Linked DNA regions of Zea mays: region 1 is linked to region 2. The links are chromatin contacts, called in public Hi-C maps. All regions are on one chromosome and are shown on one strand. Each heading gives the region's core, a stretch centred on a gene start, on an enhancer-like site or on the middle of the called end of the contact. The rest is flanking DNA. Distances are from core to core; before and after follow the strand shown. Region 1 holds the start of LOC100283441 (organic anion transporter). Region 2 holds the start of LOC100279400 (Receptor homology region transmembrane domain- and RING domain-containing protein 2).

Region 1 (6,970 bases), core at 78-2,577, 200 kb before region 2:
CCCCAGCAAAATGGTACTGTCCCAGCTGCGTTGAGCCAGACGTAGCTTTGAAGCATAAAAACCATGGCAGGTCACATGAAGGCTGTGATGTATGCGAGTGGCTCGTGGTGAAGCCAGAAGAGCCTGCTGAAGATGTTAGCGAGCCTGAACTGGCGGTCAAAACGCAGGAGAGCTCAGTGTCAAGCATGGGCGAAGACAGCGAACCAGACCTCTCAACGACTGCTCTAGCGAACTTGTGCAAGAACTGTGGCACATGCGAAGACGAGGACAGGAAGTTCATGGTATGCGGGCATGGTTTATGTTCTTTCAAGTTCTACCATGTCCTGTGCCTGAAAGAGAGACAGATTGCAAGCGAGAAGCAGAAGAATCTAAAGTGCTGGTACTGCCCGTCTTGCCTGTGCAGACGGTGCTTCAAGGACAAGGATGATGAGAAAATAGTACTGTGCGATGGCTGCGACGAGGCTTATCACATCTACTGCATGGACCCGCCGTGCGAGTCTGTCCCGAGAGGTAAATGGTTCTGCACGCGGTGTAGCGCGCGGAGGTCAGTGCAAGGGATGCAGAGGTATGAGAAGTCGATCCTGGAGAAAGTCAAGCGTGCTCCTGGTGCCAATGGGCCGAAGGTGCAGGCATCTGCTGGTCCAGAAAAATAGGCAGCAGTGTGGATGATGTTTCACAGGCCATACTAGGGTAGAAGAAAGGGAAGGATACTTTTGTTCCTCTGAGGGAGGGGGTATACATTGCTCTGGTAGCTTTGAAGAATCGATGGATGGGTTGTGTATACGTGGGGGGAAGGAAGATGCCCCGTTGGCTGCTGATGTTGATTCACTGTGCTGCCATTTCGTTTTTGGAATTCTTGAGTGTCGCTCGGCTTGTTGTTGTGCTGTTATGTTGTGTCTGATGGTAAGTGGCATCGCTTATCGATGATATGTACATGCCTGTAACTCGTTTTCTTTTATTTGTTGGACATTGTGTGTGTGTGTGTGTGTGTTTGAATTGTGATGACCTAGAGAACGCTGGTGTCAATCAATGCAGCGTACCTTGTTTGCGCCTAAATTTGGTAGACAAAAGAGGAGATTACCTTCGTAGCATGTGTACCCTGCATGTGGAAGGCAAACCTATCAATAATTCCTTGTATGAATTTGACATAGATTATTACAAACTGTCATTTGAGTATTATTATTATTTTGATAGAAAACAGTCGTGGAGCAGCAAAGGCGAAGGGTGGGGCAGAGAAGGCACACGCAACGCGTGGCAAACTCTCTCTCTCTCTCTCTGCACTTGCACCAGCCTCGACTTTTGTGTCCTCACGCCAGCTGAATTCCCAACCTAACAGAAGCAACCGAATATCCCCTCGCCTTTCAACTCGTCTTCCTCCTCATGTCGTCGCCTCCTATCCCTCTATATCTTCTATTCTAAGCCACCTCGATCGGACCCTAGATAGATGCAAGAAAAGAAAAGAGAAGAGCCTCTGTGGATAGTGGTGGGTGCTGGATCACTGGGCGGAGCAGCTTCTCATATCGGATCGATCGATTAATTAATATATACTATAAACATACAATCAATTACATACATATACGCCAAGAGAAGAGGAACGCCGGCCCGTTTCACTTGTCTCCTTCCTCCGATCCCTCCCGGCGGCCGGCCGGGCTCGGGCGTTTTTCCCCTTTTGTTTCCCATGGAGGACGCCAAGATGGGGAACGGCGCCACCATCCGCGCGGTGCTCGCCATCCTCCAGTGGTGGGGATTCAACGTCACCGTCATCATCATCAACAAGTGGATCTTCCAGGTCCCGTCCCTCGCGCTTGCTCTTGTTTAAATCCTGGTCTTCTTTTTTTGTTTCAATTCAATTTCCAGAGATGGCCATGTATGTAGTTATATATATATTCATTCAAGGGGATTTAGGGGTGGATCCGTCAGGACAACCAAGAGATTTCGTCTCTTTTTAGTTCTTGCCTTCATCCAATCGTTCGATAGGTGCAGATTAATCGCCCCCATGATGTTGTCGTCTTTTTCTTCAGTGATTTGGTAGGAACATAAAGGAATCATCCTTTTTTTTTTGTCCGACTGAAAAGAAAATTACTTACTTGAACCGGTGGTGGTTCGTAGATTGGATTTCCAGATTTAATTGTAATCATGGTAAGAAGAGCCTGTTCTTATCCTGTGACGCTGACTCTGTGTGGGGTTGTCAGAAACTGGAGTTCAAGTTCCCCCTGACGGTGTCGTGCGTCCACTTCATATGTTCCTCCATCGGAGCCTACATCGCGATCAAAGTCCTGAGAACGAAGCCGCTGATCGAGGTGGCCTCGGAGGACCGGTGGAGGAGGATATTCCCCATGTCGTTGGTGTTCTGCGTCAACATCGTGCTGGGGAACGTGAGCCTGAGGTACATACCAGTGTCATTCATGCAGACGATCAAGTCGTTCACTCCGGCAACGACAGGTCAGTTAATTGGTTTTGTCTTTTCGATCCACCATTGAGACTGATAACGATCATTCACCAGCTCATTTGTCTGTCTTTCCAGTGGTTCTTCAGTGGCTGGTTTGGAGGAAATACTTTGAGTGGCGCATCTGGGCGTCCTTGGTGCCCATCGTTGGAGGAATCCTTGTCACCTCCGTGACGGAGCTGAGCTTCAACACGGCTGGCTTCTGCGCCGCGCTGGTGGGGTGCCTGGCCACGTCCACCAAGACCATCCTGGCAGAGTCGCTGCTCCACGGCTACAAGTTCGACAGCATCAACACGGTGTACTACATGGCTCCGCTGGCCACGCTGATCCTGTCGGTGCCGGCCGTGGCGCTGGAGGGCGGCGCCGTGCTGGGGTGGCTGCGGACGCACGAGTCCGTGGGACCGGCGCTGGCGGTCGTCGTCACCTCCGGGGTGCTGGCCTTCTGCCTCAACTTCTCCATCTTCTACGTCATCCACTCCACGACGGCAGTCACCTTCAACGTGGCCGGCAACCTCAAGGTGGCCGTGGCGGTGCTGGCGTCCTGGATGGTGTTCCGGAACCCCATCTCCGCCATGAACGCACTCGGCTGCGGCGTCACGCTCGTCGGATGCACCTTCTACGGCTACGTCAGGCACCGACTCTCGCAGAACCAGGCGCCCAGAGCCCGCTTGGAGATGCTGCCGCTCACCGCCGTCGACAAGCAAGGCGACAAGATATAAAAAGTCTTTTCGAATAAACCATCTGATTCTTTCTGATCCACCTAGCCTAACCGCCGATCGAGAATGCATCCACCATCAGAGATGACAGGAAATTATTTTTTGTTGGCAGCCAGATTTTGATAATGAGTCAGTTCAGTTGTTGCTTAAAGAGAAATGTCATGAGGTCTATAAAGTCTTTTGGAATGATAAATCTTGTTGTCTTGGTTAAAGAGAACTTAGAGAAGAAGATGAAAAAAAAAATTAAAAACTTTTGCAAACACGCTCATCCACCATCAGAGATGACAGGAAATTATTTTTTGTTGGCAGCCAGATTTTGATAATGAGTCAGTTCAGTTGTTGCTTAAAGAGAAATGTCATCAGGTCTATAAAGTCTTTTGGAATGATAAATCTTGTTGTCTTGGTTAAAGAGAACTTAGAGAAGAAAATAAAAAAAATTAAAAAAATCACACACGCTCGGTGGGACTCGAACCCACAATCCTTTGATTAGAAGTCAAATGCCTTATCCATTAGGCCACGAGCGCTTGTGTGGTGGAGCAGCTTATGTATTTTCTATGACGTTTGTTTTGTTTGCTAAGACAGCACAACATGCCGATGAGCTAGATATGATGAGATGGGATGCCTTCTGCTTGCCTGGCTCGCCCGGCCATCAAACGAAAAGAAACGAGGCAGCTAGCTAGATCCTGCAAAAAGCGTGCCAACTTTGCAGTTGCAGTGCCGCCGCCCCTGCATTTCTCATGCATAGTCTTTCTTCGTATAGATAGAGGAGCTAGCGAGCGAGTGAGAGAGAGAGAAAAAAAGTGTCTTTACAACTTGTATTGGCCGTCACAAAAGTGATGATACACATACGTACAACCCATACGACATATATATATATAGCCAGGAGTACGTTTCATTGTTTTCCGGCCTAGCTGTAGCTAGCTAGCTAGAGATGAGCTTGCTTTTTTTTTCAAACTTGAATTCGATTCAGTGTCTGTCACGCAGCATCTTGAATTTGTTTCGTCAGTTCGAAAACGAGAAACCCTCTCCCACTCCCTGCACTGCATGGCGTATGTCATTTCCAACGACGACTTTCTTTTTCCCAGCATGCTCTCTTTCCTTTTTCTTTTCAGCCTCTTGTAATCTAGCAATGTAGTTTTTTTTTATCCGTAATATAACAATTATATGTCTTGTTTGATGACCAAGACATGCATAAGTGATCTTCTTTCTGGGTAATAGTAATTGGCGTGTGTGCCGATCGAAGGCATTCTTTCTATTCGCCCGGCATATCCCAATATCCGGTCAGCTGAAGTTATGAGTGCTTATATATGTTCATAATGCATTGTGCAGCCTTATATATGTTCATCATGTATGCAATCGATCGATTGTGTTGCGTAGCAGCTAGCATATATAGCATCTGGGCTTGGGCAGCGGCAAACGCTCCATGGCAGTGCAGGGGCGGGCAGCCTTAATTATGCATGCATGGGCAGCTACGTACAGCTAGCTGTTGCGTTTGCGTATCCATCATCCATGTATACATGATGAACAAAGGAGTATATATGCATGATAGTAGTATTGCTGCTGCAGCCTTGTTCAACACCAAAGCTGCGGGCATGTGTTGTTGTGGTGTGTCTTCTTCTTTAATTTGATGCATCCACCAACCATACTAACGTAACCACGGGATCAACATGTTTAATTAATTTAGAGTCCCCATCTTCTTCACGTTCCGTACGTGGTGTGGTAGCTAGCGGCGGCAAGCAACAGCACCAGCAACTGCTTTAATTTGAAGCAGCAGCAGCAGCAGCAGCAGCAGCAGCTAGCTAGCAGAGAGAGAGAGATATCGTCGATGGAGAGACATGGAAGCCACGCCGCGGCCAAAATGTTGGGAGAAGACGGAACAAACCGCCGTGTGACAGCATCATATATATTCCACTGCACGAATAATCAATGCCCCCAAGCTGTTCCAGATCGATGGAACAGCTAACGCATACGACGGCGACTGTTGGTGATGAGCTAGACGAGATCACTGCAATGCAATGCAATGGAATTCATTGCATATAAAACCACCGGGGTCCGGGCACAGCACAGGATGAGTAGCGTGGACCCCACCACCGGTCAACCACGTACGGCCACGCACACGAGTATTACTACTATAGCTGTTCCAACGACGCGTGCATCATCGTCGATGGAAGACCGTGCCGCTCATGTCCCCAATCAATGCAAATCCTACTAAGATATATAATCACCCCTCTCGTCCTCCTAAACCCCACGTACGGTACGAGCTGAGCGCCTAGACAAGATATCATAGAAACTTGTAATAACAACAATAATGATCTTCTATTCTATGGGACTGGGAGGGAGGCATGCATGATTGCTGCATGGGGGTCGTCACTCTGGTCTGACTGTGCCGCCGCCTCAAAAGGCGGTTGCTGCAGCCAACCAAGCGTCGACGCCATGCCTCAAACTGATGCCCATTTCCAGGCCATCATTCCTTGCCTTTGCCCCCCTATGGCTATGCACATGCATACGGGGTATACCCAGCCCAGTGGCCTCTGTCCCCAAAGACAAATCTCTCGTACTCCCTGCCCACTGCCCGCCCGCCTTTCAAACTCCGCTGTTTCTTTCTCGGTGCTCTTGGAAACCTACATTCCCGCTAATTATCCTTAGACACCGGAGTATGTAAACAAGTACACAAAAATAAAATATAAACTCATTAGAGAGAGTGGATCGGAGGTGTAGCAGGTAAGTGATAGGTTGAACCTAGACACCACACCACCAAAAACCAGCACACGGACAATTTAGAGAGGTTCAGGCCACAACATAATACCATGAGTTCTCTTATCACTTGTCAGTTGATGAACACAAAAGTGCAAAAGATCATTACAAGCTCAAAAAAACTACTAATCATCATGATCTCATATATCCTCCATGTTAGGAGTTCTACTCTATTGATCCTTAAACCACATTTAAGGATGTTAGGAGTTCTACTCTAATCAAAGAGACATGTTGGTTTAGATGTCTAGATCTCAAACTGTTCTTACAAAGTAGTTCCCATAAATGTGAGAGTGCCCCTAAACTCAGAGTGCTTCGAGGACACGAGGGCCCTGAGATGCTTGGTCGTTCTCAAGGATACATGTTGGTGTAGATGTCATTTCTTCGGACCATCTCAAGATTAAGTTGCCCGAAGAGTTGTATCCTTTTTTGGACCAGGGCCAAGGCAATTCCCCAAGCCACAGGGCCCTGGTCATAGTAGTTGGTCCCATAATATATATATATATATATATATATATATATATATATATATATATATATATAATCATTGAATGCGTCTTGGCATCATCCGTGGGTATGGAATTCCTCATATACCGATAGAGGTCCACAATTCCGTCGTTGAACTGGTCTTTGCAAGTGGATCCATTTTTTGCTAGACACCTAATGATCCCAAGCATGCCCGGTTAGCACTATGCTTCTCATCGTCGAGGGGCTCCGACTAGTGTCGTGACAACCTAATGATTCCAAGCATGCTCCTGACGAGTAAGCGCAAGGGGAGGATTGAACCAAGTTGTTAGGAAGAAGCGACCCATCACAACATAGTAGATTTATACTGTGATTTAGTTGTTCCTTGGGTTCTATTTCTAGGGCTTGTTGTTGTGCTCACCTGAGGCCTATTGTCAGCCACTGTTACTGTCGGTGTCTGGACCCAAGGGCTTAACCAACCAGTGAAATAATGTTATGTGTCCTTAACCCGGATGGGTGATACAAGATGACACAAGTCTTTATCCTGGTTCGGGCAAGAGAAGGCCCTACTTCTAGCAGAAGAGGGATGAGA
Region 2 (6,679 bases), core at 3,128-5,627:
GCCGGAGGAGCAGACAGGCCGCGGTCGGCAGGGCATGGCCGAGCCCACCGCCGGTGGACGTCGCTTGGGATTAGGTCGCCCGGCCCCGGCTTAACGATCCAGATCAAGCAGTACTCGACTACCGCCACTACACTACCTGCTCTGCTCGTGTCTTGTTTCCAGTTTTCTTTCTCTGTAAGCGGTGTAGGGTTTGCCAAACTTTTATGTACGAATTATGAATATCAATAAAGTCGATCTGCTGCTGCGTTTCTTGGCACCAACAATCTTTCCGCCTCATCAGAGCAACTCCCCCATAAATTTAAATTTCCTATAGTGAATTTGCTAGTCTGCTAGCGACTTACTAAGTAGTTCATACTGAACGGGAGAACAAGTGCCATCGAGGCTTCATGCACATTTCACTGACCATAAACAACACAGTGGTAAAAAACCATCCCATCGAGGCAAGGCAAAGATCCTGAGTTCAACATACCTCTCTGTAAAAATGCAGGGGTAAAACTTGTTATTTCTTTTCTTGAAAACCTTGTCTGTCATATAACTAATTCAAAATTAGGAAAACAAAAAAGAGAGGAAGGAATGCTACCGGCTCAAACCTCGATAGACAAACAGCAACTAGAATTACTACAGAGCTGTATCAGTACACGCTAAACGCTGGTGAAACCCGACATGGGCATTTGCTTCTTCAAGATGAAGCCACACATTCTGGGGGGTGCAATTCTCTCTTCTTACAAGCAATTCTGTCGCACCTTTTTTCTCTCATCATCATGGTGAACTGAGGAGCTCAAATCCACATGTCAATTCGGTGCCATGTAAGATTCCTCACGGCCGGGAGCTTTACTGGAGCCACCATCAATGTTAAAATGGTGAATTTTGCAGCAAGAATGAAGAATCAGCACCCTGGAAGCGACTGAGACGACGTGCCAGAATCTGGACAATGCTGCAGGTAGTAGAGCTGACGGAATGGTGCAGCAGCTGACAGATCTTTTTCCGAGTCTCCACCGTGCTGCAGCTGGTTCTGTTGCGGTGATTGGGGCACCATGGTGAACAGGCTCGTGCCTGACAAGGTGCAGTGCCTCAGGTAAGGATGCTGCTGCCCTGAAGAAGATCCAAGGTAGTAGCAACTCGGAGATCCACGGGACATGTGCGACGAGCCTACGTAACGGCTGGGAGATCCATAGGCAGAGCGCGAGACGTGCGCTGCAGAGGTATTCCTGATGTGGATCGGCGGGGACAGGCGGCCACCGCACGAAGAGTGAGCAGATGCAAGGTGCGAAGCGCGAGGCCATGGAGACGACGGCATGTTTGCGAGGTCCAAACTGCTTCCACTTGTGCAGGTAGGAGATGATGAGCTTGCATGAAACCTGGGGATAGGGGTGCCAGGGATGCTGGAACCCGAAACGGAGTGCTTGCGGGATATGGACCGTGATGGTGACGGATGCCGGCTGATTGGCCTGGGGGGAGACGCTGCTGCTGCCACTGTAGACCGGAAGGAAGCCGAAGCGGTTGGTTCTGGTAAGCGAATGGCGGATGATGAGAGCAAAGGCGTCGACTCTGATACAGGGGGGTCTGGTGTTCCAGCATTCGCGTCCCGCTTGCATACGGGGCAGAATGTTCTCCAGGAGGTGAGCCATAGGTCCACACAGGCTGCGTGGAACTCTGCAGAGTGAAACAACCAAAGCCTCAGGTCATGAGTTATAAAGGATAGGGATTTCTAGTTATGTAGAAGAGAGATCCATGAGGATGCAGTTAGCAAGTATACCAAGGTGATGTTTTAAGTGCATGCACTCAACTAAAATTCAATGTACGCAACATCATTAAACCAGGAAGCAAAATAAAGTTGCTGAATGCGTGTGAAATCTTGTATGGTAATAATATACAATCAACCTGAAATCTCAAGCTAGCAAAAAAATACAGAACTATTCAGTTCAGATGAAATGAATAGACCACAAACTACCAAACCATCAGTTAAATAGATGTGAGAGAAACATACTGTGTCGACAAGGTAGAACCCTTAGCTTTTCTCCAGCACTGTAGTCTTCCAAGCAAATGGCGCATGTTGCTGATGTGCAGTCGTCTTCTTGCACTTTCGTGAAAATAAGACTTGGCATTGCTTTAACTAACCGGCTGTTCATTCCATGGAACTCCCGAGTTTGGGGAAGTCGAGCCCTGTCCCGTCTTATCTGGTGTCTCCTCGCAAAGAAACACGCGGCTAGGACAGCAGACATAACAAGCAGTGATATAAATGAAATTGCCATGATTGACCAAGCCGAGTTCGCGTATGTTGGTATTATCCACAACTCTGCGTCAGTTTGGCCTGAATATTTCTTCAGCTCCTCCCCTGACGCTTTAGAGACAAACACGGCATATATGTGGACTCCAGACGAGCTTCCAGCCACTGCAATAATCCTGGCTTAATTAATATTGCAAGTATATGCACTCACCAACTACTCTAAATGGTAAAAGTTTTACCATTGAGGTTTGATAACTTCAGTTCTCTACCTTTCAGTTTCAATGGAACCGATATAATAGTTTAGAGCTGCTTTACAAATTTATTTTTCCTCTTAACAGTTTAATCAGAATTATGGACAAGAAATAATCAAATGCTTGTAGCCGCGTACTGATAAAGAATTGCATGTAACTGATGCTATGGTAAAAAAAAGAAATGATGTCTGGATCATTACTTGAAACAAGGACACCGTTGTCTTCAGTATCATATACTACAGCAGCCTTGAATCCAGCATTCTGAGCATTTCTAACTTTGTCATCGAAATGGCAACCGCCTCTTATAACCAACGCAAATGGTGAGACAGAGCCTCCTATCGCTTTTGTTTTCAATGGACTGCATGCATCCATAGGTTCCACAGCATAAAGGACACCATTTACACCTGAACCTTTCACTGCTGGAGCTGCAGGAAGAAAAAAAAAAGAATCATAAAGATCCACGAATGATGCCATCTAACTAGCTGGGCTAAAGGAAATAAAAAAAGAAATCAACCCATTATTCACCAATCGCGAAGAACAGGACAATTTACCATTAAAGAAAACATAACATAACAACAACAGCTAATCAAGAATGCACTGGTGTGTCTGATTGAACTACGTGTTTGTTATACGGTTTTTCTTCTTCTTAATAATATAATGATAGGCAACTCACTTGTGTGTTTGAGAAAAACCACAGCTAACTAGCTTTGCTTGTGTTGCCATTAGAATATCAAATTGCTATTGAGATGTACAGAGATACATGGAGATAGTGTAATAATGTGTAGCACACACTAAAAGTTGCCTCATGGAGACAGTGTAATAATGTGTAGCACTCACTAAAAATTGCCTCGACGTCGTCGAACGACAGGGTAGTGTTGTTCGCCATGAGTACAACATTGGAAGCTCCCAGCTGAGCCATGAGGCAGATCATCAGAAAGGAACGAAGGGGAAATGACATCCTTCCTCTTGGAGATGCCATGTCGACAGAACTCTGCTCCTTGGGTCCAGCAATTGAACAAAAGGCACTAATGAGGTCGAAAGCACCAATCACCTAAAACACCTGCAATCATATATTAGTAAAGTTAACAACATTGATTGAAATGGAAAAGCAGGAGCGACGCAACTTCACATAACACGAACAGTCTGTACAGTGTATTGTATGATTGTATCACCACTGAAGATAGTAGAGGCCTAGAATAACAAGATCACAATTCACAGGCCAAAGTCATATTTTTCTTTTCACAGCCTGCTTTCAGAAAGCAGCAGGAGGTATTTGTTTTCCACGGTCATGGGAAAAGAGCACTCACATGATCCATCTAGAATTCGCCGAAATCCAGGGTCTTGTACACGGGTACGAAAAGTGCATTGGACTGGTTAGAAGATGTCAATTTGAGCACGAAATCGCCCAAAAAGAAAAAGAAAAACCCTGTGAAAGAGGCATCAGTCCCGCCCAAAATTCCGCGGAGCAATCCCACATCGAATCGGGTGAGGACGGCGTCTCCCACATCAACACATAGCAGTAAAAAAACAACAAATCTTTGCAGATTGCGTTAGAACGAACGCGCCGGCGAGGAGAAAAGGCCGCACCTTTTGAACGATTTGATCTTGCCGGCAGCAGCGTCAGCAGCAGCAGGGAGGTGAGACGAGGATGAAGATGAGTCGGCGCAGGAGAGAGAGAGAGAGAGAGAGAGAGAGGAGACTAGAAGTCTAGAACTAGGAGGAATTAGCGGGTGGTTGAGGCGGATCGAGTGCGGATGGAAACGTCGGCTGCCATGAGAAAATTTTGCAGAGGAATTGGAGTGGCAAGGGGAGGAGGATAGGGGAGGGGGGAGGGCCTTATGGAATTCCGCCCGCAGAAATCAGAACGGGAGGTGGTTTGCAATGGAACGAAGCCATCAGAGCTGAATGAAAGAATCTATGGTTTGATCTCACGGAATATATAAATACACTGATGGCTACACTAATATAAATAATATCACTGATATAAATAATATAGTACTTATAGAGGCCTACCGGCCTTATAGAGGCCTACCGAGGCCGGGCTCGAGCAAGGTGGAAGTTCGCCCGAGACCATGACCGAGTCCGCTCAAGGATTCGTAGACGTGCGCGACACAGTTGAAGGAGTAGTCTCCTACGGGATTCGTATGGAGCAGGTAGTCGAGACCGGGCTCGGACGAGCCAGAGTTTGTCCCAAGGTTGAGTCCGACTTTGGGCGAGGCAGAGCTAGCGCCCGAGGACCAGCTCTCACTTTTGTCGTATGTGTGTCCCATTAGGAGTTAGCAGGTAGCGTAGGGGAACAGTGGCCTCATGCATCATCGTAGTTGGTGAAGTCCGACAGGACCGCGGTCTTGTCTCTCATGTTCACCTGCGATGTTACGTGAGGTAGGTATATGCATTGAATGCTTATGTCTCCTGCGGCCTTCGACTCAGACCAGCCTTGGGGTTGTCCTCCTTGCTCGAGACGGGCTCGGGGCGAGGAGACAACAGTTCCAGGGAGAGGGGACCTCAGCAGAGGCGAGGATTCTCCCGAGTATGTACCATGTCCGAGGCAGGCTCGGGTGAAGCGGAGTTATGGGTGACCGTCGGGAGGTGCTTTGGGCGAAGCGTGTTTTATACTCTATTGACCTCGAGGAATGCGTCTGATGTTGGTCTTGGGGTTAAGCTTGTTTTAGGGGCGTAATACAGGTACCCCTAATTACGATACTGAGAGCACCTAGAGGGGGTGAATAGGTGATCCTGTAAAATTCAACACTAATAGTCACGAAACTTAGTTATAAAAGTTAGAACGACTAAGTAGCTTGAAACGAGCTCTTGTGAACAGACAATCAAAGAGAAAGCACACAAGAGACACGTGATTTTATCCCGTGGTTCGGCCAAGTAACACTTGCCTCCTTCCACGTTGTGGCGTCCCAATGGACGAGGATTGCACTCAACCCCTTTCAAGTGATCCGATGATCAACTTGAATACCATGATTTTTCCTTTCTTAGTCTTTCTCCCGTTTGTGAGGTATCTCCACAACTTGGAGCCTCTCGCCCTTACAATGATGATCACAAAAGAAGCACAGAAGTAAGGGAGGGGAGAGCAACACACACAAGACTCAAATCACAGCACAATCACGCACACAAGTCACAACTTGAGCTCAAAACACAACCCACGGAGTTCACAACTCAAATGGAGCTCAAGTCACTATCTCAAAGAATCAAATGCGCGAAGTTGGAGTCTTGAAGTCTTAGAATGTTTCTTGTAAGCTTGGGTGACTCCTCCATACGCCTAGGGGTCCCTTTTATAGCCCCAAGGCAGCTAGGAGCCGTTGGAGGCCAACAAGGAAGGTCATCCTTGCCTTCTGTCGGGTGGCACACCGGACAGTCCGGTGCACCACTGGACAGTCACTGTAGACGGTCCGGTGCACCACCGGACAATCACTGTAGACGGTCTGGTGCCGATCTCTTTCCTATTCTAGCGCAGATGACCGTTGAACCTTCAGGCCAGTTGGCGCACCGGACAGTCCGGTGCCCCCTGCCGACCGTTGGCACGGGCCACGCGTCGCCCGTGGATTGCGCGGCCGACCGTTGCGCTGGTGACCGTTGGCTCACCGGACAGTCCGGTGCACCACCGGACAGTCCGATGAATTATAGCCGTACGCCACCGATTTTTTCCGAGAGTGGCCTGTTCACCGGAGGTTGGCCTGGCGCACCGGACAGTCCGATGTGCCAAGCCGAGCTGGACTTCGCTGCACCCAGCCATGTCTTTTGCAATTCTTTTCTTTTCTTCTTTTCTCTATTTCTAGCACTTTAGACAATATATGTTAGTACTCAACACAATGTACTAAGTCTAGAAATGTACCTTGTTACATGATTTGCACTTCTTGCCTGTTTGGCACATAATCGACTCACTTAATATGTGTTGGACACTTAATCACCAAAACATTATAGAAATGGCCCAAGGGCACATTTCCCTTTCAATCTCCCCCTTTTTGGTGATTTATGCCAACACATCAAGAAGCAACAAAAATAAGTGCAACATCGATGCAAATAAGGACCAAATTGTTTTTTACTCTAATTTGGCATATTTGGATCATTCTTTGCCACCACTTGGTTTGTTTTTGCAAATCAAATTCATTTTCCTATCTCTAAGTCAAACTCACTTGTTTGGGCATAAAGAGAGATATTCCAAGAGTGAAATTGATTAAGATCCAAAACT

Evidence for each region. A called contact is a pair of places that touch in the nucleus more often than the background predicts.
Region 1: a Hi-C map of leaf shows a contact between it and region 2, with 8 times the contacts expected there. The contact joins the promoter of LOC100283441 here to the promoter of LOC100279400 in region 2. A contact is called at or near these places in 4 of 25 Hi-C or Micro-C datasets (ear, leaf and tassel).

The regions. Positions count from the first base shown.
Region 1 is chr6:6,835,040-6,842,009 of Zm-B73-REFERENCE-NAM-5.0, reverse strand. It overlaps LOC100283441 (organic anion transporter), which reads left to right and starts at 1,327. Exons shown (of 3, transcript NM_001156342.2): 1 at 1,327-1,789; 2 at 2,193-2,442; 3 at 2,525-3,351. The coding sequence starts at 1,679. The coding sequence ends at 3,165. LOC100383733 (RING/FYVE/PHD-type zinc finger family protein) reads left to right here. Exons shown (of 6, transcript NM_001176370.1): 6 at 1-1,053. The coding sequence ends at 653. LOC103628940 reads left to right here and starts at 6,805. Exons shown (of 1, transcript XM_008650130.3): 1 at 6,805-6,970. TRNAR-UCU (transfer RNA arginine (anticodon UCU)) reads right to left here and starts at 3,686; the gene lies at 3,614-3,686.
Region 2 is chr6:6,635,381-6,642,059 of Zm-B73-REFERENCE-NAM-5.0, reverse strand. It overlaps LOC100279400 (Receptor homology region transmembrane domain- and RING domain-containing protein 2), which reads right to left and starts at 4,377. Exons shown (of 5, transcript NM_001152412.1): 1 at 4,066-4,377; 2 at 3,316-3,538; 3 at 2,679-2,903; 4 at 1,988-2,392; 5 at 484-1,653. The coding sequence starts at 3,457. The coding sequence ends at 887. LOC100279096 reads left to right here. Exons shown (of 1, transcript NM_001152141.2): 1 at 1-260. The coding sequence ends at 94.